Regions from separate parts of the Mus musculus genome. Here regions 2, 3, 4, 5, 6 and 7 are each linked to region 1. Evidence: chromatin contacts called from public Hi-C and promoter capture Hi-C data. All regions are on one chromosome and are shown on one strand. Each heading gives the region's core, a stretch centred on a gene start, on an enhancer-like site or on the middle of the called end of the contact. The rest is flanking DNA. Distances are from core to core; before and after follow the strand shown.

Evidence for each region. Promoter capture Hi-C pulls out the DNA fragments that hold promoters and counts their contacts. A called contact is a pair of places that touch in the nucleus more often than the background predicts.
Region 2: a promoter capture Hi-C map of cranial neural crest shows a contact between it and region 1. The contact joins the enhancer-like site here to the promoter of Runx2os3 in region 1. A contact is called at or near these places in 5 of 39 promoter capture datasets (the 3T3-L1 cell line, cranial neural crest, hippocampal neurons and 1 more) and 1 of 115 datasets of contacts at active chromatin or transcription factors (T-cell acute lymphoblastic leukemia).
Region 3: a Hi-C map of bone marrow-derived macrophages shows a contact between it and region 1, with 11 read pairs. The contact joins the enhancer-like site here to the promoter of Runx2os3 in region 1. A contact is called at or near these places in 3 of 39 promoter capture datasets (cranial neural crest, hippocampal neurons and pre-B cells), 1 of 484 Hi-C or Micro-C datasets (bone marrow-derived macrophages) and 1 of 9 other capture datasets (embryonic stem cells).
Region 4: a contact with region 1 is called in a promoter capture Hi-C map of hippocampal neurons, with 4 times the contacts expected there. The contact joins the promoter of Slc25a27 here to the promoter of Runx2os3 in region 1. A contact is called at or near these places in 1 of 39 promoter capture datasets (hippocampal neurons) and 1 of 115 datasets of contacts at active chromatin or transcription factors (pancreatic cancer cells).
Region 5: a promoter capture Hi-C map of second pharyngeal arch cranial neural crest shows a contact between it and region 1, with 7 times the contacts expected there. The contact joins the enhancer-like site here to the promoter of Runx2os3 in region 1. A contact is called at or near these places in 8 of 39 promoter capture datasets (the C10 cell line, cranial neural crest, embryonic stem cells and 5 more), 2 of 15 datasets of contacts at CTCF or cohesin (large pre-B cells and pro-B cells), 2 of 484 Hi-C or Micro-C datasets (the N1E-115 cell line and bone marrow-derived macrophages) and 1 of 115 datasets of contacts at active chromatin or transcription factors (memory CD8 T cells).
Region 6: a promoter capture Hi-C map of cranial neural crest shows a contact between it and region 1. The contact joins the enhancer-like site here to the promoter of Runx2os3 in region 1. A contact is called at or near these places in 10 of 39 promoter capture datasets (the 3T3-L1 cell line, 3T3-L1-derived adipocytes, the HPC-7 cell line and 6 more).
Region 7: a contact with region 1 is called in a promoter capture Hi-C map of cranial neural crest. The contact joins the enhancer-like site here to the promoter of Runx2os3 in region 1. A contact is called at or near these places in 8 of 39 promoter capture datasets (the C10 cell line, cranial neural crest, frontonasal cranial neural crest and 5 more), 1 of 484 Hi-C or Micro-C datasets (bone marrow-derived macrophages) and 2 of 115 datasets of contacts at active chromatin or transcription factors (memory CD8 T cells and pancreatic cancer cells).

Annotation. Positions count from the first base shown.
Region 1 is chr17:44,559,575-44,563,290 of GRCm38.p6, reverse strand. Runx2os3 (a long non-coding RNA gene) reads right to left here and starts at 1,316. Exons shown (of 2, transcript XR_876810.3): 1 at 1,185-1,316; 2 at 580-739. It also overlaps a transcript of Runx2 not described here.
Region 2 is chr17:45,291,851-45,295,563 of GRCm38.p6, reverse strand. No RefSeq gene overlaps it. Among named protein-coding and RNA genes, the nearest start is that of Gm35204, 4.4 kb to the left of the region's middle. Within about 2 kb of position 2,428, at least 19 of the 459 cell types and tissues checked have an H3K27ac peak or open chromatin away from gene starts, as enhancers often do.
Region 3 is chr17:45,157,035-45,160,887 of GRCm38.p6, reverse strand. It overlaps Gm35097 (a long non-coding RNA gene), which reads right to left. Exons shown (of 3, transcript XR_385591.4): 2 at 1,864-2,060. Among named protein-coding and RNA genes, the nearest start is that of Gm35097, 12 kb to the right of the region's middle. Within about 2 kb of position 2,322, at least 21 of the 459 cell types and tissues checked have an H3K27ac peak or open chromatin away from gene starts, as enhancers often do.
Region 4 is chr17:43,664,427-43,668,645 of GRCm38.p6, reverse strand. Slc25a27 (solute carrier family 25, member 27) reads left to right here and starts at 1,432. Exons shown (of 9, transcript NM_001357122.1): 1 at 1,432-1,746. The coding sequence starts at 1,644. It overlaps Cyp39a1 (cytochrome P450, family 39, subfamily a, polypeptide 1), which reads right to left and starts at 1,274. Exons shown (of 12, transcript NM_018887.4): 1 at 852-1,274. The coding sequence starts at 1,037.
Region 5 is chr17:45,240,864-45,245,004 of GRCm38.p6, reverse strand. No RefSeq gene overlaps it. Among named protein-coding and RNA genes, the nearest start is that of Gm41582, 20 kb to the left of the region's middle. Within about 2 kb of position 2,359, at least 22 of the 459 cell types and tissues checked have an H3K27ac peak or open chromatin away from gene starts, as enhancers often do. A contact at or near this core is called in the N1E-115 cell line and second pharyngeal arch cranial neural crest, where this site is marked.
Region 6 is chr17:45,402,062-45,406,102 of GRCm38.p6, reverse strand. It overlaps Cdc5l (cell division cycle 5-like (S. pombe)), which reads left to right. Exons shown (of 16, transcript NM_152810.2): 14 at 1,312-1,509. Among named protein-coding and RNA genes, the nearest start is that of Cdc5l, 30 kb to the left of the region's middle. Within about 2 kb of position 2,377, at least 19 of the 459 cell types and tissues checked have an H3K27ac peak or open chromatin away from gene starts, as enhancers often do. A contact at or near this core is called in 3T3-L1-derived adipocytes, where this site is marked.
Region 7 is chr17:45,339,288-45,343,406 of GRCm38.p6, reverse strand. No RefSeq gene overlaps it. Among named protein-coding and RNA genes, the nearest start is that of Gm35204, 43 kb to the right of the region's middle. Within about 2 kb of position 2,801, at least 29 of the 459 cell types and tissues checked have an H3K27ac peak or open chromatin away from gene starts, as enhancers often do.

The DNA of each region.
Region 1 (3,716 bases), core at 67-2,566:
TCTGCCCGGCAATTTAATGATGAGTTTAGGATATGATCTCTTCCCATAGGCACGGCTCCCACCTCTGCTATTTTTATTGTACTTGGGTCCTGGAATTTAGATGGCCTAAGTGTCTGAAAAGAGCATAGGCGAGGCTTTTCTAACCAAGCTACTAGTTGCTTTCTGCATAAACCTTGGCTTTGCTGTGACACAAAGCTGTTGGATAGAAGTCTTTAGGAAGGAGCCTGTCCATCATTTGATGGCAGTGCGCCTTCAAGATGGTCCCTGTGATATAACCCCAAGGAAGGACCCCAAATCCTGTGGGGCACAGCAGGTACTTCTTTGTTCTCTGTTTGCTCCAGAATAAATCCTGTCTTGTGTCATGAGGTACACATACCACCCCTCTCTCTGTGGGGTGTGTGTGTGTGTGTGTGTGTGTGTGTGTGTGTGTGTGTGTGTGTTAGTGTTATAGGCTAGAGGTTGACTTTGGGAGCCATTCTCAACTGCTCTGCCCCTCATTTTTATTCTTGAGATGGTGCCTCTCATTGAAATGGGGACTTATTTTGTGTGGCTGGGTGGCCAATGAGCCCTAGGGACCTGCCTAGCTCTGCATTCCTAGATCAGAGGCTCCTGATGCGTGTCACCATGCATGGCTTTTACATGACTTCTGGGGATCAGAAGTCAAGTCCCCATGAGCTTGCAGCAGACTCTTCATCAAATGAGCCCAGACTGTCCATCCTCCCAAGGTGCCTGGAGATTCCTGCAGGAGATACCATAGGTCTTGACTTAGATCTTTAGCTTTCTGGCAGACCCTTCTGAGCCCAACAGCCTTGGAACACACCTCTGCACCTCCCATCCCTTCTTCCCTTCTCAAAGTCCTTCCCTTGGGGCCCTTAAAGGCACCCTTCAGTTTATCTCCAGCTCACTGTAGGGCATCGCTGTGGGATCTGCATATCTCCCAAGTCTCATCTGTGGGATCTTTCGAGAGGCAATTCTTCCAAGGGTGAGTTTCAGGGGGAAGAAAGCTATGAGCTCTAGGGAAAGGAGCAGAGTGTCCTGTCTTTTCCTTGACACAGAGACCCCCCCAATGAATGCATGTATGTGCATATGTGTGGCTAAAAATCAGCCAGCAGCCTACTCATCCCATCTGCCTGTGAGGAATAACAATTCTGAAACAAGTCCCCCCTGGGAACACAGCATCTCACTTATCTGAGTAGAAAGATGAAGCTCCAGTATCTCTGAGGAGAGGGAGCCTGGCTTGGCTAATGGGATTGACAGCATCACTGCTATGCTGTCTAGGTTATTCAGCAGACATTTCCCATAATTGAACAATGGAATCTTCGCAAACAGAATGCCAGGCGGCAGGTCCTCTGTGACATCGAAATTCACTGTGAAGAAACTGAGATGTCATCTTAAAGTTGCACAGGTATTCTTTTAGGGTGTCCGCAAACAGCTCATTGAGAGATTTGGAGGATGGCTAGAGACAAAGGCAAGGAGAAAGCTGGTGCCCGAAGAAAGACCTGGGATTGAAAGATACTCTCAAAGTTGCAGGAAGCCGGGTCTCGAAAAATGGCTCAGGGATCAAGAGCACATACTGCTCCTATAGAGACCTGGAGTTCCCAGGAAACGTGTCAGGTTGCCCACAGCTGCCTGCATCTCTTGTATCCTGGAGTCTGACATCCTCTTCTGGATATCATGGGTACCTGCATTCATGCATATACCCACACACAGATACACATGTATAAACACATTTAAATATATTTATTTAACCATATGTGTGTGTGTGTGTGTGTGTGTGTAATTTTTAAAGAGAGGTGTAGAAACCAGAAGAGAGGGGAAATTAAAGAGAAGAACTCTGAGAATTGTACTTGTAAAGGGAAGGTAGGAAAGGGATACTGGAAATCTGCTCTCTGGCTAGTGAGTTCCGGGAAATGTTGTGTACAGAAGCTGAGGCTATGCCAATCAAGGCCTGTGACGTCACCTGCATCTATCAGTCAATCAAGGCCTGTGACGTCACCTGCATCTATCAATCAGTCTAGCCCCCACAGCCCGAGTGGATTTGCTTGATGTTGTTATATATGTTTTGGTGAACTGTCCTCTCCCGTATGAGAGACTATGTTAATCCTTCAAGTGTTTTCTCCATGGGAACACCTGATTTCCAGCAAGGAGCTGGGCACAGTAACACATGCCTGTAATTCCACTGTTGGAGGGGCTGAAGCAGATGGATTACTGTGGGTATAGAGGCTATGTTGGATAACAGTGTAGTGAGTTCTAGGTCAGCCTGGGTTATATAGAGTGAGACCTCATTTCATAAAAAATACTTATAGAGAAAAGAGTTTATACCAGTAAGAGTTTTTAAAATTCAGGTGCTTGTTAATTAATTGTTTAGTGTTTGTATGCACACACATTCGTGCGTGCAGGTGTGCAAGTGCGCTCATGTCTACTTGTGTAGAGGCTAGAAGAGGGCACCAGCTCCCACGAAGCAGGACTTATAGATGTTTGAAGGTGATTGGCTTGTTATGTGGGTGCTGGGATCTGAACCCTGGTCCCCACGATTAGACAGCAAGTACTCTTAACCACTGAGTTATCTCTCCAGCCCCTCTTTAAGTCTAGCTATAAAAGATATTTCTAACTTGCCTATCACTGTGAGGATAGAGTCTGTGTGTCATGCAGGTGGCTCTGAAGTTGGACAGTTTCGTGCATGCCAGCACAAAAGCATCCACGCTGAGCTTCCTCAAACAAACACTTCATAAAACAGAGACATTTCAGACACTGCGAAGAACAGCCAACACACGGCAAAGGATGCACAGTTTGGAGCCCGTGTAATGCCCGAGGTTGCTGCCTAATTTACTACTATCTGGCCTTTGCTACGCCCTCATTAATCTGTCAGTTGAATGAGCTCTAATTATGCATCTTGTAACCTCATATGCCATAGCACACTGTGTTTGAGGGGAGATAGATCTTCAAGATTTACTGCATAATTGTTGGTAATCTCAGGGGATCTCCAAAACTGGAGGGAAAATTCGCCTTCTCCCAGCTACCAGGAATGCCATCCTAGTCAAAGAGAAGCAGATGCGCATGGCAGGAGGAGCTGCAGTTTAGTCCGTGAGTCAGTGCAAGCTCACAGCCTGACAGAATGCGAGCCATCTTGTCATGTGGCTTTAATCTGCCCGGAGCCAGGAATGTATAGCACGCTTGCTTTGCTTTCTTCTGAATGGTTGTTAAGGAGCTTCACTATTACCTCCAAACTGCCTGTTGCATTTTGCCCTCCTCTTCCCTTGAGTGCGTTAGACCATTTTGGGGATGGATCCGGAAGTGAGGAAGAGGATTTGGAGGAAGGGAGGGATTTGAGGATACTGCTTTTTGTTAAGGAGGGTTATTTTGTTGAGACTATCTCTGTTAATAGTCCTCAAAGTCCCTGGGGTCAGAGTAGTGGCTCAGTGTGTAGAGTACCTGCTTGGCAAGCAGGAGGACCTGAGTTTGAACCACAGACACTGGGTGTGTGCCATGAGTTCGTGATGCCAGAGTTAAGGACGCAGAGACTGGAGAATCCCTGGGCTTCCCTGGCCAAGCTTGTCAAGGGCAAGAGCAGTTGGTGAGCTGCAGCACTCGAAGCTTTCCTCCAATCACTGCATTCATCAGAAGCATTCCACGCATCTCATGCATTACATGCAAGTCCTCACACACCTATGTTCACTCCTGTATACAGACATGCACACACACACACACACACACAC
Region 2 (3,713 bases), core at 1,179-3,678, 730 kb before region 1:
TTTATTTCTCAAATCCCATGTTTTCTCCATTATTTCAAACTGACATTGGCTATAATAGGTACAAAATTTCTGTTAGATTTCAAACTCTTAATATCAAAGACGAACTGACTAGGGCCGAGGAGAGAGGAAGGAAAAGCCAGTGGCGAGGGGTCAGGGGGTAAAAGCAGACTATAGTGCGTGAGTGGACATGCCACATCGAAAACACTCACTTTGTACAATTAACATGTCCTAAAGATATTTAAAGCAATACAAATAATTTTCCTGTTTTGAGCCAGGGTCTCATGTACCACAGGATAGCCTTGAACTTACTAAGTAGCTGAGGATAACCCTGAACTCCTCATCCTCCTGTCTCAGCATCCCTAAAGGTTGAATAACCCTGGCTTTTAAATCCATGACTTGAAAAACCGCTTACTTACATCCTGCGGACCACTTCTGTGCCCCCCCCCCCCCACCGTGTGCCATCTGCTAATCTATTTATATCCCAGTCTACAGCCTCAGAACAACAAGCAGCTGTGGGTGTCAGGTGGGGCAGGACGATGGGACCCTCATTTCTCCCTTTTCTGGAGTTGTCTGGATTTTTCAATGTGGAATTTACAATCAGATAACAGTACACACACACACACACACACACACACACACACACACACACACACTGGCTTTTTATTGGAATTTCACTTATTTCAAACACTCCCCCATCGCACAATTCTGTGACCTTGACTGTTCCCCTGCCACTCCATCGGTTCAAGTCCTGGTCCCTCCAACGCCCCCATCTCCTTCTGAGCCAAGGTTCAGTCATATCAACCTCATGTGGCCTTAAGATGGACTGTCACCAACACCCAGAAAGGGGTTTTGGAGGCAGAGAGAGAGAGAGAGGGAGAGAGAGAGAGAGAGAGAGAGAGAACTACATCTGAATACCAAGAACCGAAAGTCAGCAACTTTGGTCAAAGATAGAATAGAAGAGGCCCGTATGAAGGGCTGTGGGCTGTGGGGAGATCTGAGGGCAGGCAGGGGAAGAGAAACTTCGAGGAGTGGCCAGGGAGGAGAAGAAAGTGGGACCTCCAGATAGGAGCCTGGTCCCGAGCCGTGGGAGCAGGTGCACCAGCCACAGGAGGGCACAGCGGTGGTGGGCGTGGGGGGGCACAGCGGAAGGCAGATTTCTCTTCCTGCAGGATCTCCACTCACTGCAGTCTTTAGCCAACTCAGTGGAGGGCAATGTCCTCAGCTTCAAAATCACATTTTACTGAGATAAATGGCATGCATTGAGAAATGCCAAAGCACACACGTTCCTTGTTTGCACCACCATCTGAGATGCTGTTCCAAGTTCCCCTTGCATCTCTAGAGGTTGCCAGTGTCCTGATGTTGTTGTTGTTGTTTTTAAATCAAAATATGATTACTATTATAATATGGAAAAAAGACCTTAGAAAATTCAAGGTTAGGGATGAAATGTACTGAAAAGGGGATTAGAACCCAGGCCAAGATGGGACACTGTGGGAGAATCAGGAGTGGGAACATCTTACAGGCCTGTCGAGGAGGAACAAGGTCCCAAAATGCCTCCATCTTCATGAGGGACCTTAGCTACCCAACTCAGAGGAAACAGCCTGAGGCCAGCCCCATGGCGGTTGGGGTGACTAGTTCCAATACTTGGTGACCCCATGCAGATCACTGTAGCTCTTTACTTAATGTAGCCCAAGATGGCTACCTGGATGCAGTACACAGGACCTTGGCTGGGCAGGAAAGCCCAGCTAGTCTGCAGATTCCAAGACACTGTGAAGGTTTCTGTAATTCTCTGGGGCCTTCTGGTTTCTCTCATGGGTTTCTTCCTGCACGTATTGCTTCACTTGCTCAAGGCCCAAGAGAACCTCTGTCACTACTGTGGAACATTTTGGTCATAACTCTGACCTCTGTATCTTAGCCCTGTGCCAAGGGAAGAGAACGACCTTTTTCTCTGTGGAAATTAAGTGTGATGGTGAACATACATGATATACATACATACATACACACACACACACACACACACACACATATATATGCATATATGATATACGTGTATACATATATACATACACACATACATATATGTGTAGGACATCCATATGCATATGTATATACCTACATACACACACACACACACGCACACACATGCACGCACAAACACACGCGCATGCGTACACACGCACATGCACATAGCCTTTCTTCCTGGAAAGGTTGGAGAGATGCAACAAGGTTCAGGAAGGTCCTTGAATTTAGGGGAATCAGCTCCCAGATGAGCTGAGGTGTTCTAGTGCCAGGGTGCAGGGTGATGGTCAACGGTCCTGGGAGGCAGGACTTTGGGACGCTGGTGTAGGAGGCAATGCCTAGTCTTGGCAGTGTCTACTCGAGGCAGGGAGGTGGAGTCCTTGGATGTATTTGCAGCCAGGCAAGTGGTGACCACATGGTACTTGCTGAGCAGCTGCTGAGCTGCAGTCCCCTAATTAGAGAGGGCAAGTCCTGTTTGAAGCCTCAAACTCAGGCTCAGGTTCTAATCAGCGTTTGCATTCCAGCACATCTGGCAAAAATGAAAACAGCTGTGAGGATGGCAAGATGCAGGGGACAGGAGAATCTGTCCTTGCTTGTCAGCGTCCAGCAGATACCGAGCTCTTCACGTTGAGTTTTCTTTGTCTCCCTTCCTTTTAGGCTTTCCAAGGAACATGGTGCCTCTAAGCAGGCATGTGCTTTGACCCCCAAAAGACACCCTTTGCGTCACTGACAGTCCCTTTGTATTGGGCTACTGTCTGTCATTTCTGATGGGCTGGCTGGTGGGAACTGTCCCACAGACTCCAGCCCCAGGGCTGACAGTAGGTCTGTCTTCAAGCTGTTGGGCTGTGTTCAAGTCACAAACAAAACCAGAGAACACGATTCACGGCCCCATGGGTACCACTTTTCAGCTGGTGATGGGTTTGGCCTCTGTCCTCTGCTTTGTGGGTCAGCAGAGAAAGTGCCCACTTACACAGGATGTAATTTTAAGAGCTCCAACATGACCAGCTATCCTTTGGCTTGGGATAGAAATATCCATGGAGGAAATGTGTTAAGATCAAGGAGGTTCCTGTCAAAAGAAACAGCTGGCCAGACAGGGACAACCTGCTTTACACAGCTCATTATTGATGTGTAAGGCATAGAACAAGCTTCCACAGTCTCTTCTTGTTTCAGTGAGGCGGGACCTGGTGGGCAGGTGGTGCCCCTGTGCTGATCTGTGCTTGTCTGAGACTGTGGGGAGCTGCCTGGTCCTCCGGCATCTCCCCATTGCTCCTCTGAAATCTGGAGAAACCTGCTTTGACAAGGTCATGGAAAAGTTCATAATAAATTGTTCCCTTGTTCAAATCACATCTCAATGAGAGCCACCCTGACCGCCATCTTTCACACTGTCACCAGCCGCCACTTATAATGTCTGGCTTTCCTGCTCTATTTTCATTTAATGTGCATTCACTTAGCATACAATATATTTTTACCTCATGATTATTTTCTGTTTCCTGTTAGAAAATGAGCTTCAGGAGGGCATGGAAGCCAGGCAGGCTTTTACTGTGGTGGGGGCTAGGTATACGGGACGGGACATGTAGCACTAGATACCTTTTATGTGGAGACACTGGAGGGAAATATCTACAGCTCTGACTCTTGGAGATGGCTTTTTCTTTTCTTTCCAACGTGTCTTATGGAGATGGCTCAGGGGATGAAGCAAC
Region 3 (3,853 bases), core at 1,073-3,572, 600 kb before region 1:
CTCACAGCCTCTGTTGTCGCCCCCTACTGGTAGAACCCATCAGAAGCCAGTGGCAAAGCTTAGGTTTGTCTAGAAGGATCCATATCAGAAGAGAGGAGGGTGGGGCTGGAGTAAGAGTTGGTCACTTGATAATTGGCCTGATATTGGCGCCATAATGACACTTGAATGTGTCATTAAACATTTGGAGTTTGGCTCGCTGGACGGTTGACAGCTGAGAAGCAAACCGCATCTTCATGGGGGTTTTGCCATGCATTCTTTGGATCATGAAGGAGGCCAGCCATTTCTTTATGTTTAGGGGACATTTCTATACATACATATTCTGCAAACTTGTTTGGGTTATTTTTTTCTCTATGGTTGTTTGCATTTCCCGCCCCCCAGCAATATCTTAATGAAAATAAGCACAATAAAAACACTCAAGGGGTCAACAAACTCAATCTAAACAAACATTTGAAACAGCAAATGCAAAAGTGCCCTAAGGTTAAAAGTTAAAGGAAAGAAGCATGCGTCGGCTGACAAGTTACCCCTCCACCTCCCAAATGCTCACGTTAAAAGATGGAGAGGCTGAGGAGATGGGCCAGGAGGCAAAAGTGTTTGCTGGTCAATTGTGAAGAAAAGCCTTTCACACCCATTTCACAGGTGGGAAGGCCTGAGGCATCAGTGACTTACCTGGGTTATCTAAATATTGAGTTTTACCTTGTTTTTGTTTGTTTGTTTGTTTGTTTGTTTTTGTCATACTGTTGTTGATTTTAAATGCAGTTTTTATTTTCTGAAATACCTCTCTTTATTATATCTTGTTTTCTCATTTGCCAACCTAAGACACCCATGACCCTACATTACAATATATTCTCTTATAACATACTTTTGATGACTTGTCAACTAATTTCCTCTTTGTGTTTCCAAAGGAGCAGTATATATTTAAGACAATGCCCCAGGCACATGGACACATACATTATATTAAACTACTGTTTGTGAAATTCTTGCTTGAGAGGCCGGGCAGATGATCTAATGAGTAAAGCACTTGTCTTGTAAGTGCAAGAACCTGAGTTCAACTCCAAGAGCCCATAAAACATGGTAGCATGAGCTAGTAATCCCATCATTAGGAAGACAAAGCCTGGCAGATGCCTGAACCTACTGGGCAGCATGGCTAGCCGAGAATTAGAGATTCCACACCATTGTGAGACGCCTTCTCAAATATAAAGCTGATGGGAGCTGAGGAGATGCCTCAGTGGGTAAGGGGCTTGTCGTGTGAGTTTGGGGACCTGGGTTTGAATCTCCAGAGCCCATGCAAAGCTGAGTGTGGTAGACTGCATCTGCAGCTTCAGGGCTCCTATGCAGACAGGAGGCGGAGACAAGAGACTCCCAGGAAGCGCGAAGGCCCGCTAGCCTGGTGTGCACTGCAGCAAAAGCGAGACACTCTGTCTCAGACAAGGTGGGAGGGGAGGACACCCGTCTTCCACATGTGCAGAATAGCAATGCACACCCCAATTCAAACATGCACGCACGCACGCACGCACGCACGCACGCACGCACGTACTCACGCACTGGCAAAGAGTTTCAAGCTGGTAGCAATTCCTTCCTTCTCCCGACCATCATGGGACCTGAGTCTCATCAGATCATCACGGATGCTAGCTTTGTTTTGTCAAAACATCCTGGCTGGCCCGCCTCCCCCCACTCTGTGTAAGGCTTGACTTTGCCCTGCAGAAATTTTGTGTCTCAGTGTCTCTAAGTATGTGGGCCTCAGCCCTGTTTGTTGTTGGTTAGAATCTCCCTTTGAATCTCTTTCGAGTTTTGTATTAGTAGTGAAACCAGTACTGACACCCAAGAGCCCTTCTGAGATTAACAGGAAACCCCAACACTCCTCACCATCAGGTTCCGGTGAGCCAAAGTCTCTGTAAATATGGCTGCAGTATTCCTTGGGTTCACCTTTACATTGCTTTCCTCTAATGTGAGGCAAAACAAATCACTGCTTCAGGGGTGTAGGGACACTCACGAGATCCTTTCCTCCAGCAGAGGAGAAGAAAATAGAAGAAAAAAGAAGGAAATGGTGTCATCCCTCTGCACTGTAAAGAGAGGGAGTACAGAGATATCAGCTTCCGAAGAGAATCTCTCCCTCCTGGGGCGTCACTCAAATTTTTCTCCTCAGGACCTGGAATGTAGCTTAAGGGGTGGGGGTGGGGATGGAGTCAGAGAAAAAGCAGAAAACTTTTAGAAGCAAGCCGGCTTCTAAAGGAATCCAGACCCGGGGAGTGCTGAACTCTGTCGCCCTAGGCAGTCCAGATGTGGGTAGCTACAGCAATGGCTGTCCCAGGGGCCCGGACTTCATGCTTCAGACTCCTGCTGTTGGCATCGCAGACAACAAAGCCGGTAGCCGGTTTGCTGGCCCATGTGGCGGTGCTAACAGTTGCCAGCTGGAGAGCAGGCCAGTCTGGTGGCATGTGGGGCACAGGTTTCCCTGACTTCCACCTTCTCCGTGGACTGCTCGGTGTCACGTGACTCTAGACCCTCGCTGGAGGCCTACGGGGGAGGGGGGTGTCAGTGGCCTAGGCAGTGAGCACCCGGGGGCCCATCTGGTAGAGTAGGGATGAGTATACCCTCAGAGGCCCTGCCCCTACCACTGAGCCAACCATCTGGAAGCGACCCAGCTATCTGCCAGTAGCTTCGAGGAAAGGGTGTTGACAAGGCATCCCATCTAGTACTATTCTTGGCTCAACAGAAAACAGAGCACAGTAGTCAGAAACCCGTCAGGCCACATCACTTACTATCCTGGAGACCTCCAGCAAATTATTTAAGCATTCCAAAAAAAAAAAAAAAAAAAAAAATCTCACTTTCCCCCCTCGTAAAATACTGATAATATGTTCCTAAGTCATTGCAGATGGTGGCCATCTTGGTCAATGGTGATTTTTCTCTCCAATTTGTTCAGGTCAAAACCAAGTTTTCTGGCTGCACTGTAACTCAGTGGTATAGCACTTATCTTCCATGGTCTAGTTCCCTGGGTTCAATTCCCCAACATGCCACAAAACATGTTAATACAGTACTTGGATCAAGGGACTGTGATATGGTTCAGGCAATCAAGTGCAGGCCTTGCAAGTGTGGATACCTGAGTGTGTAGTTCCAACACTCGGGGAAGAGAGCCAGGCATGGGGCCATGTACCAGAAATTCTAAAATCTGTTGGCAAGCTGGTCTTGCCAGATTCCTAACCTCAGTGGAAAAATCCTGGGTCGAAAAATAAGGGGGTAGGGGAAAGGCTGAGGAAGATACAGGACATCAAGTTTTGGTCTCTACACGCGTGCACACGGACACAGACACATCCGTGTACCATGCACCATACACACCATAGACCATACATGCATCTTTGGTTTCATAAAATACAGATTAGATTTCTTTTCTTGGTTTTTCTGAGAGAAAATAAATACTGTCTTCATCAGCGTATCTTACCAGGTGTTGTCTTCAAAATATCGATTGCATAGTCACAATCCCAGCATTTCTCTGGACTTTTGCTGCTCTCTCTCTGGTCTAAGCCTCCCATCATCTGGTGCCTACAAGTTTCAGTCTCCTTGGTCTCTCCTGCAGCCTGTTATTTACATAGCAACCAGAATAATCCTCGATAGAATATAACGTTAGGTCCCCTTTATCACATGCTCCAAGGACATCACCATGTCTGACGATGTTCATCTCAGCCTGAGGGGAGCGAGCCATCCTCTCCCCTGGTCAAGCCTTCTTATGACATTAGCCCAAGTTGACTTCCTAATGACTCTGCAGTGGGCCTTGGGCCAACCTCTCAGCTAAGACTGAACCTCCAAAACTGTTAAGTGCTTAGGGATAAATTATTACAAAACACTCAACAATTATACA
Region 4 (4,219 bases), core at 183-2,682, 890 kb after region 1:
TGTGGGGGTCTGAGAACAATCTGAGAGAGCTGATTCTCTCCTTCCACCATGTGGGTTCTAAGGTTCAGTCTCAAGATGCCAGGCTTGGCAGCAGACACCTTTACCCACCGAGCCCTCTTGCTGGCCCTCCACCTCAGTTTTTGAGACAAAGCCTCTCTCACTGAACCTGGAGGGGTTGAGGTATGGACTCAGGTTTTTGTGGTTGCTGCAGAAAGCACTTCATCCACCATGCTGGCTTCCCAACCAAAACCACAGTAAGATCTTGGCCGCCAAAATATGAATAGAAATTAAAAGGCCAGCCAGTAAAAGTGCCTTCTCTAAACTGTTCAACATTCAGTAGCTGCTTTATGGGAAAAAAAAAAAAAAAAAAAACCCTTACAGTGGAATCCATTACTTATTTCCTCAGGGCAGGGAATAAGGGAGGGAGGAACTCACCAATAAAATAGTATCTGGTGGTAGGGATGGGGAGAGAAAGAAAGAATATTGGGGAGCTTTTAATCTGTAAAGATCAATTTAGCAAATCAAGTTTTATAAAATCGTAGAGTTACCTCTACTTGTGATACAAATTTATTACTCGTTTTCACAAACTGAAATCATGGAAACTCTTCTGTCGCCGCCCCCAAACTACAAGCTTACATCTGCAATGTTAATAAACACCCACTTAGAATTAACTGCAGGGAATTACTAACAGTCAAAAGACCTGACTATTTCCAACAAGGTATGTAGAGAAACAGAGTAGACGAATTGCCGGAAGTATGTGTATGCCCAATGTTCCAACACTGAGTTTAATAAAAGAAAAATTAGAAAAGGAAATACTACCTCCCTCCAAACTCCCTGTCACTGCTACATACCTTGATTCTTGCTTTTTCTATAAATTCAAGAGGGGCTTTCCCAAACTCAAGTCCAGCTCCAATCCAGGGAATCCAGCCTTGGATGCACGGGGGTCCAAGCAAATTCTTCAACCGAGAGAATAAGAAAAGAACACAGCTTCCCAGAACGGCGATTGCTATTGGTGAGAATAACTCCATAATGCCCATCTTCCAGAATCAACAGACGTTTGAAAACGTCCTTCTCCAGGGGAATCTCCTAGTCCCCCGCCGACTGAGGAAAATGCGCCCAGTTTTGCAAACTCTGAGCCGAGAAACTTTTTAAACAAATTCTCTTGCGTAACTGTGGTTCCTTTGCCCCGCCCCAGTTTTTGTGTGATTTTTGCATTGTGGCTATCTTCCACCTTCCCACGGCTTTCAAATTATGAGAAAAAAAAAAAAAAAAAAAAAAAAAAAAAAAGCTTTGATTTGAACTGGGCTGGGCTGGGCTGGGACGGAGGAGGCGGGAACACATCCTGAGGCGGCGGAGCTCGAGTAAACTAGCTGTTTGCAGCGGGCGCCTAGCTACCAGCCAATCAGAGAAGTCGCTGAGCCCCCAAGAACTACATTTCCCAGAAGCCTCTTGGGTGCGGCTTTGTTTTTCAGCACCTGAGGCCGCCGGACCGGTCCAGCTACCAGGCGGGCGGCGCCTTTGCAGAGCGTAATAAAGGCACATGGTCCTGACCTGACCTCTCTCGGGCTGAAAAGGGGCGGCGCCGGCAGGGTGGCAGGTTCCCAGGCGACCAGCGGTGCCCAGTGGTCCTGACTTGCTGCTGAATGCCTATCGCCGAGGAGGAGAAGCTGCTGCCGCTCACGCAGAGATGGCCCCGGACGAGCAAGTTCCTACTGTCCGGCTGCGCCGCAACCGTGGCCGAGCTAGGTACCGGCCGCCCCCGCCTCGGCCTCCCCAGCGAGTGGCTGCGGCATCGTGCTGGGGGAGGGATGGGCGGGCAGCCTCACTCCTGGCTGGAGTGCATCTTCAGAGGTTGGACCCTCGCAAGGATGTGGTCAGGTGCCCAGTAGGCCAGCTTCGGGAGGAGCGTGGATTGGAGGTGTCCAGGGTCCTTGTCTTCCCATCCCCAGGGATGTTGTCTTATGCCTGAGTGAGTACTCTTGGGCTCTTCATGAGCCCTATACCTCTCTAGGAAACATTTCCCCTTTCGTAAGGATGACCTTTATAGAACCATAATCCATTTGTTCACAGTTTTTTGGTTTGGTTTTGGTTTGTTTTTTTCTTTTTCATCCTCCCTGGGATCGTTTTTTGTGGTTTATAGTCTTATGCTGCCTCGGGAGTCTTTAAGATTTGAGTTGGGGGAAGGGGGACAGTGAGTCCTACCTTGAGGGACTCCAATTGTTAACCATCCCTCTGGAACATTTGCTTAATGCCAGTCAGCCACATCACTTCTCTGAGCCTATACCCGTTAAGGGGAATTCTGAGAAGTAATTTTTATATGTGGTAAATGCAAGGTAGGGGCAGCATTATTCCAGTTGATGCAGTAGTGGGTCCTGGATATACAATTGCAAAAAACCCCAGTGTGGCCTTCTTCCAGGCTCAGTGGGGTGGCGGGTGGGGGGTGGCACATGCAGAGAAAGACATTTATTTACAGCTGCTGCCTGTTGCAGAGAAGCTATTTCTGTGTGTTCCAAGAACATTATAGGAACAAAACAAAACAAGACAGATCCATCTGCCTAAGTGAGTTCAAAGAAACAAACAACAACAACAAATAAATAAATAAGTAAATAAACAGACCACCTAAAGTGGATTACGGCACTATGGCATGAGCAAAGGGTGGGGGTGTTGTTGTGGTTGTTGTTGTTTTTCAGGAAGGGGGCAGGGAGGTTTTGAGTACAACCTGTGGTCTCTGTGAAGCTATTTGAGATTACCCTTACATTTTTTTGTCCATTAAAAAAAGAAAGAAAGAAAAAGGAAAATGTCTCTGGTGCATTAGTTATTTGAAAATGTTATCCAACCGTCTCTAGCGGAGCTTTATTTATTTTTATGCCTAGCATAGCCAGCACACTACCTATTGCTTTGCCCTTTAGACTCTTCCTTTCTTGCCTTTGGCCCATCTATTTGTCTTCTTTCTAATCAAAGCTAACACAATTTTATTTTCCTTAATCATTGATTTTCCTAAATAAAATTCACCAGCTTCTAAAGACATCTAAAACGAGTCAGCCGAGTGATGAGCTGCATTAGTGGTTTGATGGCTCCCTGAAAGCTCAGTGGCTTGTCCAGAAACGGTCCTGTGAAATGTGTTGGGGAGAAACGGGTGAAGAATAGGGACAGAAGGCCAAGGGATCAAAGTTAGTTGGTAAAGGGGAGTTCACACTGATTCAGCACGAATGCCCCAGCCACAAGGTAACCAAAGGAAAAGGAAGGAAGAAAACATGTGTTCTGAGAAGCAGCATTTGTACTTAGAGCTCTTGCCTCTTCATACTTTGCTCAGTTTCATGTGTTGATAAGACACTTTTTAAGGTGTGTGTGTGTGTGTGTGTGTGTGTGTGTGTGTATACCACTGGAAACTTTTTAAGACTCCATATATATGCAAGATAAGAAAACATCTTAGGGACATTATTGGTTAGCAACTTTTCCAGAACCTAATGGAAAGATGTAACACATCCCCCTCCCCGCCCCCTCTCCTGTCTTTGGAAAGGTATTCATGGATCGTGGATCAGGCAGCGGTCACTGAAAATCTTTGTGTACTCTAAGCGATGTTCATGAGCTTGACCCCATATCCTTCTTAAGAGTTCTTCAGGGTATTGTGTGTACGAAGTGTATGATGGACCAAGTAGCTAGAATAGGCTTTCAGATCAAGATAAACTGTCTCTAATTCAACATATAAGCAAATTTTCCAGTTAACTAAAGTTGCGACTTACAAAGAACTCATGAATAGGCCATGTATAAAACTTATCCGTTCAGAAGTTGCCTCAGTTTGAAGAACATTGCTACCCCTGTATACAGAAGATGTTCCAACCTCATTGCATCTTCTCCATCTCAAACATCAGTCCTGTGATTCATTCTCGGGGAAGAAGAACCTATAAAAATCATAGAATTCCACTTTAAATTTGTTCTAAATTTGTATTAGATCTCAAATGATAGTGGCTATGGTCAAGGAGACAGAACGGGGATACTTGAAGCTGTTTCTCATTGGGAAAACTAAATTGGGTTTGAGATTAATTTTTTTTATTAAAAAGAGATCAAGGGTTGCCCTGCTTTTGTGGGATTATTTTGTTTTGCCTTTGTATCTGGGGATGCTTTGGGGCAGGGAATTTTAGATTTGGGAAGGCGTGAGATTGTACTCTCTAAATCAACCTATGAGGTCAGGGTGTGTGGGGATGGGTTTGGAAGTGTG
Region 5 (4,141 bases), core at 1,110-3,609, 680 kb before region 1:
CGAAAGGAGCCAAGTAGACTGGGGACCCAGGACACGGCTGTCCTGACCTGCCAGGGCACAGCCGGGAAGCCGTGGGAAGCTGTGGGAAGGGTATACAGGTGGGAGGGGAGGGGGGCTGTGTTAGGAGAGAGTGCTCTCAACAACCATTCCCTGAGCTACAGGAAGCCCTGAAGACTGAGCAGGAGACAGGCATAATCAGATTTGCATTTTGAAAAGGTTATTCTGGCCAAAAGTGTCAGGAGGGGGTCACGGAGAGGCGTAAAGTGAGACTTGTTTCGAGGTTGGCAGAGACTCAGACAAGCCTGAAGTAGGGCAGACAACAAGCAAAGGAAAGGGGCCACAGGTTTTGCCACATCCCAGAAGGGCCAAGGCAGCTCTCCGTGAGGTGAGAAATGCCAGCATTGTCAAGGCCTCTGACCGTAAGCCGTGCCCTGCGGCTCTGGTGCGGCGATTCTTCCACGTTCCCAGGGTACCTTGCGGGTTACTCTGGTTTTTCTGCCCAGTGCTTCTTTTCTTTTCTAGGGCAGGAAAGCCTCGTATGTTTTAGGAAGATTTCTATAAAGCAGTTAAAATGGCTGAGGTATGGCTCAGTAACAGTGTCCTTGCCTAAAGCATACAAGGACCTGGGCTCTATTCTCAGCGCCACAAAAAGCAACAGAAAGATCAAATAATGTATTCTTTGGGGGAGAACCTGGGATAGTGAAGCCAGTGTCCCGATTCTGAGTGGAAATCATAAGGTTCACATTCTAGCCACTGGAGACAAGGGCTCCAAAAAGGGGTCTCACTATTTCCGAGACAATTGTGGGGTGTGTGTGTGTGTGTGTGTGTGTGTGTGTGTGTGTAGTGTCTCGTCTCTGATTAACCTGCACTTAACCCGAGGATCCATGGTTAAAGGCTTTGAGATAGGACAGCGTGGGTGGCTCAGACTGCCACCCTGCCACCACAGGCAATGGGGATCTTCGTTAACATGACTTGGTGACAGCAGACACCCTAGCCAGTATGGACAAATGTGATGGTTTCCTCAGGAAGAGTGGGGCCTGGAGGGACTGCTCAGTGGTTAAGCGTGTGTCCTGCTCTTGTCCAGGACCCAAGTTCAGTTCTCCATATCCATGTCAGGAAGCTGTAATTCCAGCTCCAGATGTTCCGATTCCAGATGTCCCAACACCCTCTTTTGGCCTCCTTCAACACCTGTACTCCTGTGCACATAACCATTCACAGACACAAATGCGTGCGCATAATTTTTAAGAAACAATAAAAAATTCTAAACCTTTTAAAGGCTCATTTTAAACTTTATTATTGAAAAATAACAAAAAAAAAAAAAGAACAACGCACCAGACTATAATTAATTGTAATTATTATAATTAATAAGGCTATAAAATTTTTGTTAAAGAAAGGAAGAGTGAGCTCTCTCTCATACACATAAGTATACACTCTTTTAAAAATGTAGTGAGCAAGAGGAAAATGTCTATTTGCACATCTGGCTTGTTCTTTAAATAGCTCATTCCAAGAAAGGAATATATTCACCCTGTCTTAATTTATGTTTCTACCTTTTTCTTCCAACAGGCCTGCAGGAGGAAGGAGGGAGGGGGCTGGCCCTCGCAGGGATTCGGCAATGGCCTTGGTATGCCGCTGCCTACACAGCAGTATTTAACCCAATTACAGGATAATAAGGGCTCAGACAAATTGTCTGCAAACAGATATGTCTATGTGTAAACCCTTGACTTTGGGAACATGTGTCTGGAGCCAGAGAAAAGGGGTGTGCTTAGCGAGAGAGCGCGTCAGCTCAGAAACCCTCCCCCTAAGTGTGGACACTCTTGAGTTCTGGACAAAAGGCTCTCCAGGTTCAGACTGCATGTTTGTTCTAAAACCACACACACACACACACACACACACACACGAGCATTTTAGTACAAGATGGAAAAATCTGTATCTTAGATTGTCCTGGGGGAAGGGGGTGCTGTACCCACCCTGAGATACTGAGGGACTCTGGTTGGCTCAGTGTGGCCCTCAGGTGGACTGCCATTCCTGGGGGGGCTGCCCAGTGACTCTCCTTCCCTTCCCTCTCAGAGAGTCTCCCTGATGTGATACCGACCTCAAACCATCCCTAAAGGCAATGGGCCAGGCTGGGCAGGGAGAGGGCAGGGAGGGCCAATTACAAAGGAACGGAAGCTTGTTTCAGAGTAGGATTCTCTGCCATCAGGCATCGGATGAAGAAGAGCTCCCCGGATTAGCAGACCTTGCCTTCCATCTACTGCAAAGCAGGAGCTGAGACAAAACTATGTGTCCCACACTATTCATAAGGTCCCTTGGGGGAGTAATAGAGAACGCAACTTATGGATCTGAAGGCTGTTCTCAGAGACTTGGAACTTTTCTGAAAATGAAGGTGACTGGAGTTCATTTTTCCCTAGCCCTTCACACCTAGAGGAGAAAGAATGTACACACACACTCAATGAAAGCAGGAAGCTTGCTTGCCGTGGCGATGGTGTGGTGGTACACTCGTGTGCGTGTGTTCCTGTATGCATGTGTGCATAGGCGTGGGCAGACATCCTCTCCCATTTTGCAAATTGCTAGGGTTCTGTTTAGTTTTTTTTTTAAAGGATTTGTTTTTGTTCTGTTTATGTCTGTATGGCACACGTGTGTGTAGGGAGGGAATGGCAGGCAGTTGGGAGGCACCCGGTATGGGTGCTCTAACCATTGAGCCACCTTACTCACCCCCGTGAGTTCTACTTACTCACAGTTAGCTGATTCATGCTTGCCTGCTGGTTATTTCCATCCCACTGTCTCTTGCTGCTGCTCCATGACAACTGTCTTCTCTCCACAGTTCGCTTGTTGGTTTATCAGACATGGCTGAGAGTTACCCACATGCAGGTGGTGGAAGGCTGCTTGCGTGTCCAGAGAAAGGAGTTCTGCCAACTTCAAGGTTCTTCTGAGGCCTGATGGAAGTGGGTCCTTTTAGTGGGACCTGTTAGTGATGCCTTAGCAACATTCCCTGTAAACTCCATCTTAAATCAGGATATCTCAGCAGGGCCTGGAGCATCCAGAGAGAGTTCCAGAGAACAGGCCCCGCTGCTTCCTCTCAAAATTCCCTACTTGGGCTAGGGACATAGTGCAGCCTGTACAGCGTTGGCCTAACGTGCACAGGGCCCTAGATTTGATCCCTAATATTGTCTAAGCCAAGCGTGGTGGAACATGTGTAATACCAGCACTTAGGAGGTGGAGGCAGGAGAATCAGGGTTTCAAAGTTACAGCAAGTTCAAGGCCAGCTAGGGCTAACATCAGACCCTGTTTCCCAACAAAAAACAGAAATAAAAACCTAAAAGCAACACCCGTGCTGATCAGAGCACATTATATACAGGAACGAGACCATTGTAATGAGAAGCCGTTATTTTTCATGATTAATATACACAAATGAATTTTTTTGACTCTCCTTCTGAACTCTACCAAGACGTTCCCACCTCTTCCTGCCTGCTTCTACCATCTAATTCAAGTACCAGAGAAAGAGAAGAAAGTACAAGGGAGAGGGAGTATTACAAGGGAAGGAATAAGGGCAGAAAGAGGATGCAGAGGAAGAGGAGCCAGGGTAGAGAGGCAGAGCAGGGACAAGCCTCCTGATGCTGGGGCCTTCAGAGGCTCATCAGATGAGGGGTCAGGCTCATGGGGCTTGGGGACCTGGAGTGGCGGTTGCCTGTCTGTGCCTCAATGCCTCCATCCTTAAGCCATTTTGCTGCCTGCTCCTTCACGGCAGGGTTCAGCATTCTTTCCGCTAATCACTCATGAAAGCATAAAATTAAGACATTCTGGGAAGCTGAAAGAATCTGGTGTAAAATGTGTGTTTGGGGAATGGAAGGCATTAGAGGAATGCTTGAGTCCGCTGCTGCTCCGCTGTCTTCAACCCGTTTTCTCTCCAAATTAATGAATGAGTCACGGTTGTCTTTAGGTCTGTAAAATGCCTCTGGGAGGGAGGAGGGAGGAGGGAGGAGGGAGGAGGGAGGAGGGAGGAGGGAGGAGGGAGGAGGGAGGAGGGAGGAGGGAGGAGGGAGGAGGGAGGAGGGAGGAGGGAGAGCTGCGCTCTGACAGCCTCATGTTCTCTGCTTTGTCAGACTTTTCTGATCTGTTACTTTCTGCCTCTTCTTTCTGTCCC
Region 6 (4,041 bases), core at 1,128-3,627, 840 kb before region 1:
ATTGGGCTCAGAGGAGTTAAGTATTGCAGGCAGCCACTTAAACAGGGAAGCAGTGATTGAACCCTAGCCTGCTCAGTTCCTTCTCTCTCATTCTGCCATCTAAAAGTGTTTCTTTAGTAGAGAGCCTTTCACCCTTTCACCTTGTGACATGAGGAGACGGTGGGGTGGAGCACCCCTAAGCCAGCAGTGGTGCCTCTGGCTTAGGAGCCTGCCTCAGTTGATTACTACTGGTATGGTTCTGGACAAGTTGTTTAATTTCAGTAGTTTCACTAGCTTTAAAATGAAGTCAATATTGGCTAGTTTGTAAAGTGGTTATATGTTTTTTTTCTTTTTTAAGAGAAAGTCTTACAGCAGGGCGTGGTGGCACACGCCTTTAATCCCAGCACTCAGGAGGCAGAGGCAGGTGGATTTCTGAGTTCGAGGCCAGCCTGGTCTACAAAGTGAGTTCCAGGACAGCCAGGGCTATACAGAGAAACCCTCTCTCAAAAAAACCAACCAATCAAACAAACAAAAAAAGAGAAAGTCTTACTATGTCACCCTGGTTCTGGAATTTGCTCTGTAGACTAGGCTGGCTTTGGACTCTCATGCTTTATATCTGCCATGGTTAAAGTTTTTGGAGGTAATGAGAGTTGTCCAGTTTCTGACCTTTAGTGACTGGTATGTACTTGAGAGATGTTGCTGTATAATGAATAATAGCGGTGTTGGTGCTCTTGGGAAACCACGAATACTTGACTTTTTAAAATCAGTTTATCTTGGAGCCCTTAGATCTTTCTTTCTCTGTGTATCCTTGTATGTGTGTGTTGTATGTGTATGTGTGTGTTGTATGTGTGTGTTGTATGTGTATGTATGTGTTGTATGTGTATGTGTGTGTTGTATGTGTATATGCCCATGTGCATGCTAGAGGACATAGGTTATATTTATCACCCTCAGCTCTGTGTCCTTGAGACATAGGATATAGTCTGTATTGTTTTTTTTTTCACCGAACCAAAAGCTTGCTGTTGCTGAGTTGGCTGGCTGAACTATAGGCACATGGTCATGTCTGTGGTTTTCTCCCTGCCCCCCCCCCCCCTTTTAAATGGGTTCTGGGGATTCAAACTCAGGTCTTCAAGTTTGCAAAGTAGCTACTCTTACCCATGGAGTCATCTCCCTAGCCCCTACTTAGAGGCTATTTAGCTCAGGTATTGTCCATCCCCTTCTAGAGAACAACCAACCAAACCTTACCATTGGTTTAAGGAAGGAGGAAATAAGCTAGTCTTGAGCTTTATGGTGGTAGAAAGTGTATGCTTCAACTTAAATTATTACTGTAAACAGGCCCAGGATGCTCTGGTACAAGAGATGGAAGTGGTCAAACAAGGAATGAGCCATGGCGAACTCTCCAGTGAAGCTTACAACCAGGTGTGGGAGGAATGCTACAGTCAAGTCCTCTATCTTCCTGCTCAGAGCCGCTACACTCGTGCTAATCTTGCTAGCAAAAAGGACAGAATTGAATCACTTGAAAAGAGACTTGAGGTTGGTATCCATTTGCTTATATGTTTAAAAATCGATTATTATTGTGTGTATGATGTGTATGTAAGTGCTCGAGGAAAGCTTTGTGGAGGCAGTTCTTTCATTTCCTTCTAAGTGGGGTTTGCCTTGAATTCCTGCTGCTAGGCTTGCGCTGCATTCACTTTTACCTGCTATCTTCATTGCCCTTGGTATCCTTTTAAAATTCCAATTCAGTTGAAATTGTGAGCCAGTTAATACGTCTGGTGACTTAAGTACTAGGGCTGGACAGCTGATTGCTTTGTAGTTCTTGAACACTTTGCTGGGTACTCTTCCCTCAATCAGAACCTTTATTTACGTGAGGGAGGGAGAAGGAGTTACTAAAGTCAAGATGGGTCAGTGAGATCACAGCAGTGGGAGTTTTGATCTATAGCTCACAGAGCACCGACATTTACAGAAACTCAGTACATTTTTGTGTATCCTGCAGTTGAGTTAGAGTGGAGTTGCTATGCAGACAGTGGCTCTGTGATTTCCTATGTCTGTGATGCATTGAAGCCTATTAACAGCAGTGGTTTCTTAATAGAATGTTCATGTTCTGAATTCCAGAATCTCTGTAGACATTTTGCAGTGGCATGTAAATAACACAGACTGCCAGGCTGCCTTGTGGGTTCTGGTTGTTGTTGTTGTTTTTGACAGGGTCTTACTGTGTCACTATGCCTATCACTGGAACTTACTGTGTAGATCAGGTTGGTCTCAAGCTCAGACATCTGCCTACCTCTGCCTCTCCAGTGTGAATAAAGATGTGAGCCACCACACACAGCATGCTTTCTAGACTCTTACTCGTGGTCTTTAGGGATGTGTCTGAGGCCAAGATGGAATAGAGAAGGGAAAAGGGATTCTTCAGGACACTGGATGCAGAAAATGACCTAAGCTTCCTCTTTCATGTGATTGTTAGTTTTTCTTTATAGAAAGTAAATTTGAGAGTATTTTTGTTTAGGGTTAAATCTAGATATTAGAATTAATTGTGGTAGTTGGGGCTGTGTGGAACTAGAGAAATGAACAGGAAAAAACAGTGTCTTCTAATATGAATCTTTATGACCACTTATTGTCATACCTTTGTGCTTGTAGAGTTAGGAAATTAGTCTTTGTAATGTAATTCTTGCAGTGCCAGGGCCATGAGTGTTGTAGTTTTATGACTTCCAGCAGGTGGCACTGTTGCTCTGTTTTAATTCATAATGAAAGCTCTCGGAGACAGAACACGAGTGGTTAAATTGTAGGTTATACTTTGTGTCGTGCAGGCTTCTTTTCTTACAAATGACAGTTATAGATCTAAGGCCAACTTTGTAATTGATTGGTAGGCTGTTTGGAATGCTTTCTTGTAACATTTATATATAAATACTTCAATCTCTCACTTTGTTTGAAAAATCTCAGTTTGAGGTGGGTAAACTCTCTCTGCTGCAGATCAAGGACATCTTAATGTTGTTTAAAATGAAGAGGATAATCCCCCTGAATCTCACTTACTCTGCTGAGGCTCTAACTTGAATCTCACTTACTCTGCTGAGGCTCTAACTTTCATGACAGCAAACAAATGTCACAGCGTGAGTGCTGCTGTGAAGTCCAGTGACTCTTCTCTGTTGGATCAGCCCTGAGAATTCTGAAGGGAATAGCACAGCGAGCCTCCGCTGTTCTGTTCTGTTCTGTTGGAGAGGTACTTGGGTTGTTGTGAGCAGTCATTAAAAACATGTGGTTCTCTTTGTTCACTTCATACCAGGACTGAAGTCTTCTGTTGAACTGTTTTTGTTGAGGGATTGCTGATGTTGGAAGAATATTCATAAAACAGTCTAAAGTACTTTTTTTTCTCTTTTTGACTCTTGGGTAACTTGGCTTATTGTTAACCCAGCTAGTTAATTTTAAGGAATATTTAATCAAATCTTTCAATTAGTAAACTCTTATTCCAAAAGAACGTTTATTAAGTCTTCAGGAAGAAGAGAAGCAATTCAGAGATCCAAATAAACAAAGCTTCCATTTAGTGTGTATCCATCCATAAATCACAGCTAGATTTCTCAGAGCTCCTGAAGACAACAGTTTACTGGTTTGAAATATATAAATACTTTATTTCAACTGTGTGGTGATTCTTTCATCATCTCAGTTGATTGCTAAATTATAAACATCATTCAGAGTTCACTGTGAGGAGGAACTGTAGTTAGATGGTGTAGCTAACTGCTAATCCTCTACTTGAGGCTCAGGAAGGTGGGCTTTCTGGGCAAGCACAGTGCACCATGGCTGCCAGTGTTTGACCTTTGCTGCCATGAACTTTGGAATAGTGAATCCAAATTGTGGCTCCATCTCAAGCCCATCAGGCAAGAAAACACGCAGAGTTGTCATGGCTGGTGTTTCCTAAGCATACTTAAAAATATCCTCTGGAGTTTATACTGTGGGTCATTTTTTTTTTTTTGAGCCACCACTTATGTTTAATATTTGTAACTTGGCACTTAAAAAAAAATGTTCTTAAGATTCTTAAAACTGGGACTCAGTAGTTACAAGCACCAGCTGCTCTTA
Region 7 (4,119 bases), core at 1,552-4,051, 780 kb before region 1:
GTCTGTCTCCCTGGAAGACATCCTTCCACATCCTTCTCTAGGTCAGCACATTCTATAGCTCCTAGCATTGGGCCAGCAGCTCTTGGGTCAGAGCTGAGGTCTCTTTTGTCCCTCAATAATACACTGTACCCTCTCTCATTATAGCCTTCACCACACAGACAGTCTGGGTGACATCTTCTGCACCTGTTCCAGTTGATGGAAACCATATATGCTCATCTTGACAGATGGCTTCCCGGGGATGGTCCACAACCCTAACTCTCTGTGCCCCTTGAAAGGCTCACTTGATGAAGTTCACAGAGTGCCTACTGATGACTTAGCATTCCTTTGATCAAGAGGAGCCAGACCCAGTTCATCTGAGGGGAGGCAGGCTCCAGAGGATGAGGCCAGAATGGAGGTAGGCTGGGGGAGAATCAGTGGAAGAATGTGCAAACTGGAAAGCAGCAGGAGACCCTGCCAGCCATCTGATCCCTAGCCAGAGAGAAAACCCTGGCAAGCCATGGTGGCATGAGACTGCTTTCGGAGTCTGATCAAATAAAACAGCATTTGAGTAAGTCCATATTTTACCTCTAATGTCTCCCATGTTCTTTCCCATCCCGAGGTCCTTACAGATGGTACAATGGCAGTTAAGTGGCAGGGAGGTACACTCTCTTATCTCCCTGCCATCTTGATCTCAGTCCCTTTCTGTCCTGGCTAGGCTCATCTTTTTTGTGCTTAGAACGCCTGGGCTTATGTCTCTATCCTGGGGCCCATCAAGGCCACAGACCAGGCTAGAAAGGCAACTTCTGCTTTCCAGTCCCCACTACACCCCAGGTAGAGCTGGGGTGGGGCTCAGTGTGGCCGCCTGTTACTGTGTTGCTGCACCGTCTAGTTCTTGCTTTAAAGGGGACTCAGTTTCCCCTCTGAAGCCTGTAAGGAGATGTCTGTTTTGTGGAAAGTAAGGAGCTAAGACGTGAAAGATGTTTAGTATCTCCTGACTCTGTTTCTCGCCCTGTGGCTGGGAGGTGGGCCTTTAGGAAGATGGAAAGAGAAGAGGACATACATGCTTATAGCATGTCAAAGTCTACATAGATCAAAGTGAGGACGGGCATCCGGCTGTCCTGAGGCTGCAGACTGAAATGCAGAGCGAGGTTCAGAAGACTTGACGTGGGAACCACAAAATTAGCATAGCAATTTTCTGACAAAGAGAAAGGCTGCTGTGCCCCCTCCCATCTCGGGAGTCCGAGCTTCTGTTAGAAAACCTGTGCAATACAAAAACTGAGAAAGCCCGTGTGGCATGCAAGAGACCTACAAAGCCCCAGGACTGTTAGCATCTAACATTCTCTCTCCATTGAAAGTATATTCTTTCCTAAATGCTACTGTTTGGTACCCACTGCCACACAGTATCTGCCAATATCAGTCCTACTCCTGAAATCTGCCAATCAGTAGCAACCCTGAGATACTAGAATGACAGACACTCTTCTCCCAACTTTTTATAAGGAGGACACCAATATCTTAGTCCACTGTGAAGTTCCCGAGACCCTGGTAGCAAGAAGCAGATCAACAAATAGACTGCATTATTAGCCTAGGGTCACACAGCACAGGATCCTTCGGGAACAAAGAGACAAATCTGCAGAAATGAATGTACAACTGTGCTGAAGCGTGGGTGGAGCCAAAGGCTCTGATCTAATTGGAGAGCCCGTCTTAGCGTCTCTGTCTCAACAGCATTATTCTTTCTCTCTGGGAACAAGAAGGGCCCCTCTAGACACAGGACCTTTCTTTTTCTCCCTTTCCCTGTTCGATTTTTATAATAGGGATTAAACACAGGGTCCCACATGTGTTAAACAAGGATTAAAAAAAAAAAACTCTACATTTGGTCATTCTTCGGGGCAGGAAAACTTACGTTGCTGTCCAGAGAGGGGATGTATTGTAGCCTGAGGTAGGATAGGCCTGAGTGAGGGATCTGAGGTTGTTTAGAGAAGGATGCACATCCATATTACACAAAGGTAAAGGATCGGGGCTGCCTAGTGCATTATTACAAGAGGGTCTGTGCATAATTGAAAACCAATAGGGTCCCAGGCTGCTGTTACTCCCTGAGTTTCCCACTTTGGGGTAGCCCTTCCTGGTACTCAAATATTGCATTGGAATTAGACTGTCTGGGAAAGGATGTAACCACAATAGAGACAGCTGTCTGTAGTAAGGCCCTGGCTAGGAGCTGACAGCGGAGTGGCTGTCCACTGCCCCCGTTTCTAGCCATCCCACTGTGCAGTAGGTAATCTCTTGAAGAGCATATGGGTAACACATGACAGTGTCTACTGCTCAAGGTGTTTTACCTCCCAGGACGGTGAGTCTCTCTGATGAGTCACCCATGCTTTACTTGTATCAAAGCATTTATGACCCATGGTTACAGGTTGTTAAACATTGGGCTTGCAGGCCATTGCCAGCTCAGACGGGGCTGTCCTGGGGGTGGGGATGTTTCTACAGAGAGAGTGATAGGTGCTTTCTTGGTCTATTAAAGGGTCCTGAGGTCCTGTAATGTGGGCTGAGCACCCATCCCAGTGAAGCCCTGAGCAGACCCTAAGCCTTTCTTGGGGGATCTACCCAATATGGCTACTCACAACCTGCTTTTGGGGGTACCCGTGCTTTGCCAATAGCCCTGTAATTTCAAAGTTCCCCCCACCTCCATGGTCTCCTGGATCTGGGGGTGGAGGTTGGAACTGCTGAAGGGCTTGGTGGTGCAGGTCCCAGCAGTTAAGGTGACGGTTATGGCTTGGCCATTACTAGTGTTTTTTCCTTTGGAAGGGCAGCACAAAGCAAATACAGGTGCATTACTCTGGGAACTCAGAGGGAGGGCAAAGGGCCCTTCCCAGCCTCCCCATCTGTGCCAGGGCAGCCCAGGGCTGGCTGCCACGTGGAATGCTTTTGGTCCTGAGGATGATAGCAAGTGGAAGTGCATTGTAGGTGCAGAGGAACTCAGGATGGGGCTCTGAGGGGGTGCGTCCTCTGGAGAAGCCGAGGAAACATAGGGTGCAGGCATAAGCACCCAGGTGAAGGGGACACGGCTTGATTTGCTCCTCACATCTTGAAGGAGCCCAGAGTGGAAGAACCTTGTCCTAGAAAATTCTGGGCAGTAGCATAGATCTCTGCAGCTCTCAGGTTTTTCTTCTTCTTCCCTGGGCTCTGACTGTCATGGGAAGCTTGCTTTGATGTCCTCTGAGGCTCTGTCTCCTTGGCAGGTTCCAATCATCTTGGCTGTTCCCTTCTCCCTCCCAGGGTTAGAGAACATAGGCTGTAACTGGAAACTGCCCCCACAAGCCTGTGACACCCATTGGGGCCTTTATGGTCTCATCCCTGTGTCTCATGCCTCTGCTTGTTTCTCCACTCCCAGCCCGCCCCAGGATGCCTTTCTGGCTCTGCTTGCTATCTACCGTGACTGCCCAGCCAGCCTCTGCTGGTCCTTGCCAACAGATGAGGGCTGCTCACCCTGCTTGCTTCAGTTTCAAGGCATTTCCATCCTTTTGCCCAGTGACTATGACTCTTGATGATGAAAATAATAACAGCAACAAAGACAAAACTAGCCTGCTGAGGGTTGGGGACATTACGTAACTTGCCTAAGGTCCTGTAGTCAGAACCGAGGCTGGATAGGAGCTGCCTGGCTCTGAAGGGTATCACACGTTAGCTGTGTTTTTCTCCCCTGGATACTGGGACCCCCATCACACCCTTGATGGAAGCCATCCCCCATATTCAGGTTGGGGAGATGGAATCTCAGAGTCTCACTCCACAGTCTTCCATAACTACTGCCTTGCTGTTTCCCCTGACAACCTGTTTTCTCTTCTTGCTCCTGCTCAGAACCTCCTCCAGCCGTCTCTGGCCACTCGCTGCGTCACACGAAGCCTCATCTAGATAATTTTCCACTTCACACCGCAAAGAATAACAGAGCCAGGGGCTATTTGTGTAGGGAAAACTCCTCATAGCCAAGTGGCCCCGTGACCACGCTGGGCAGACAGTGGCTGCAGGGCATGGTGGCTGCAGGAGCTGGAAGAAATTAACTCCGGTGTAGATTTCCACTCATCCCTGGCTACTACGTTCGGGGTGGAGTTTCCATATTTCCTGGCCATCTGAATCCACTTCTGAGTCTTTAAT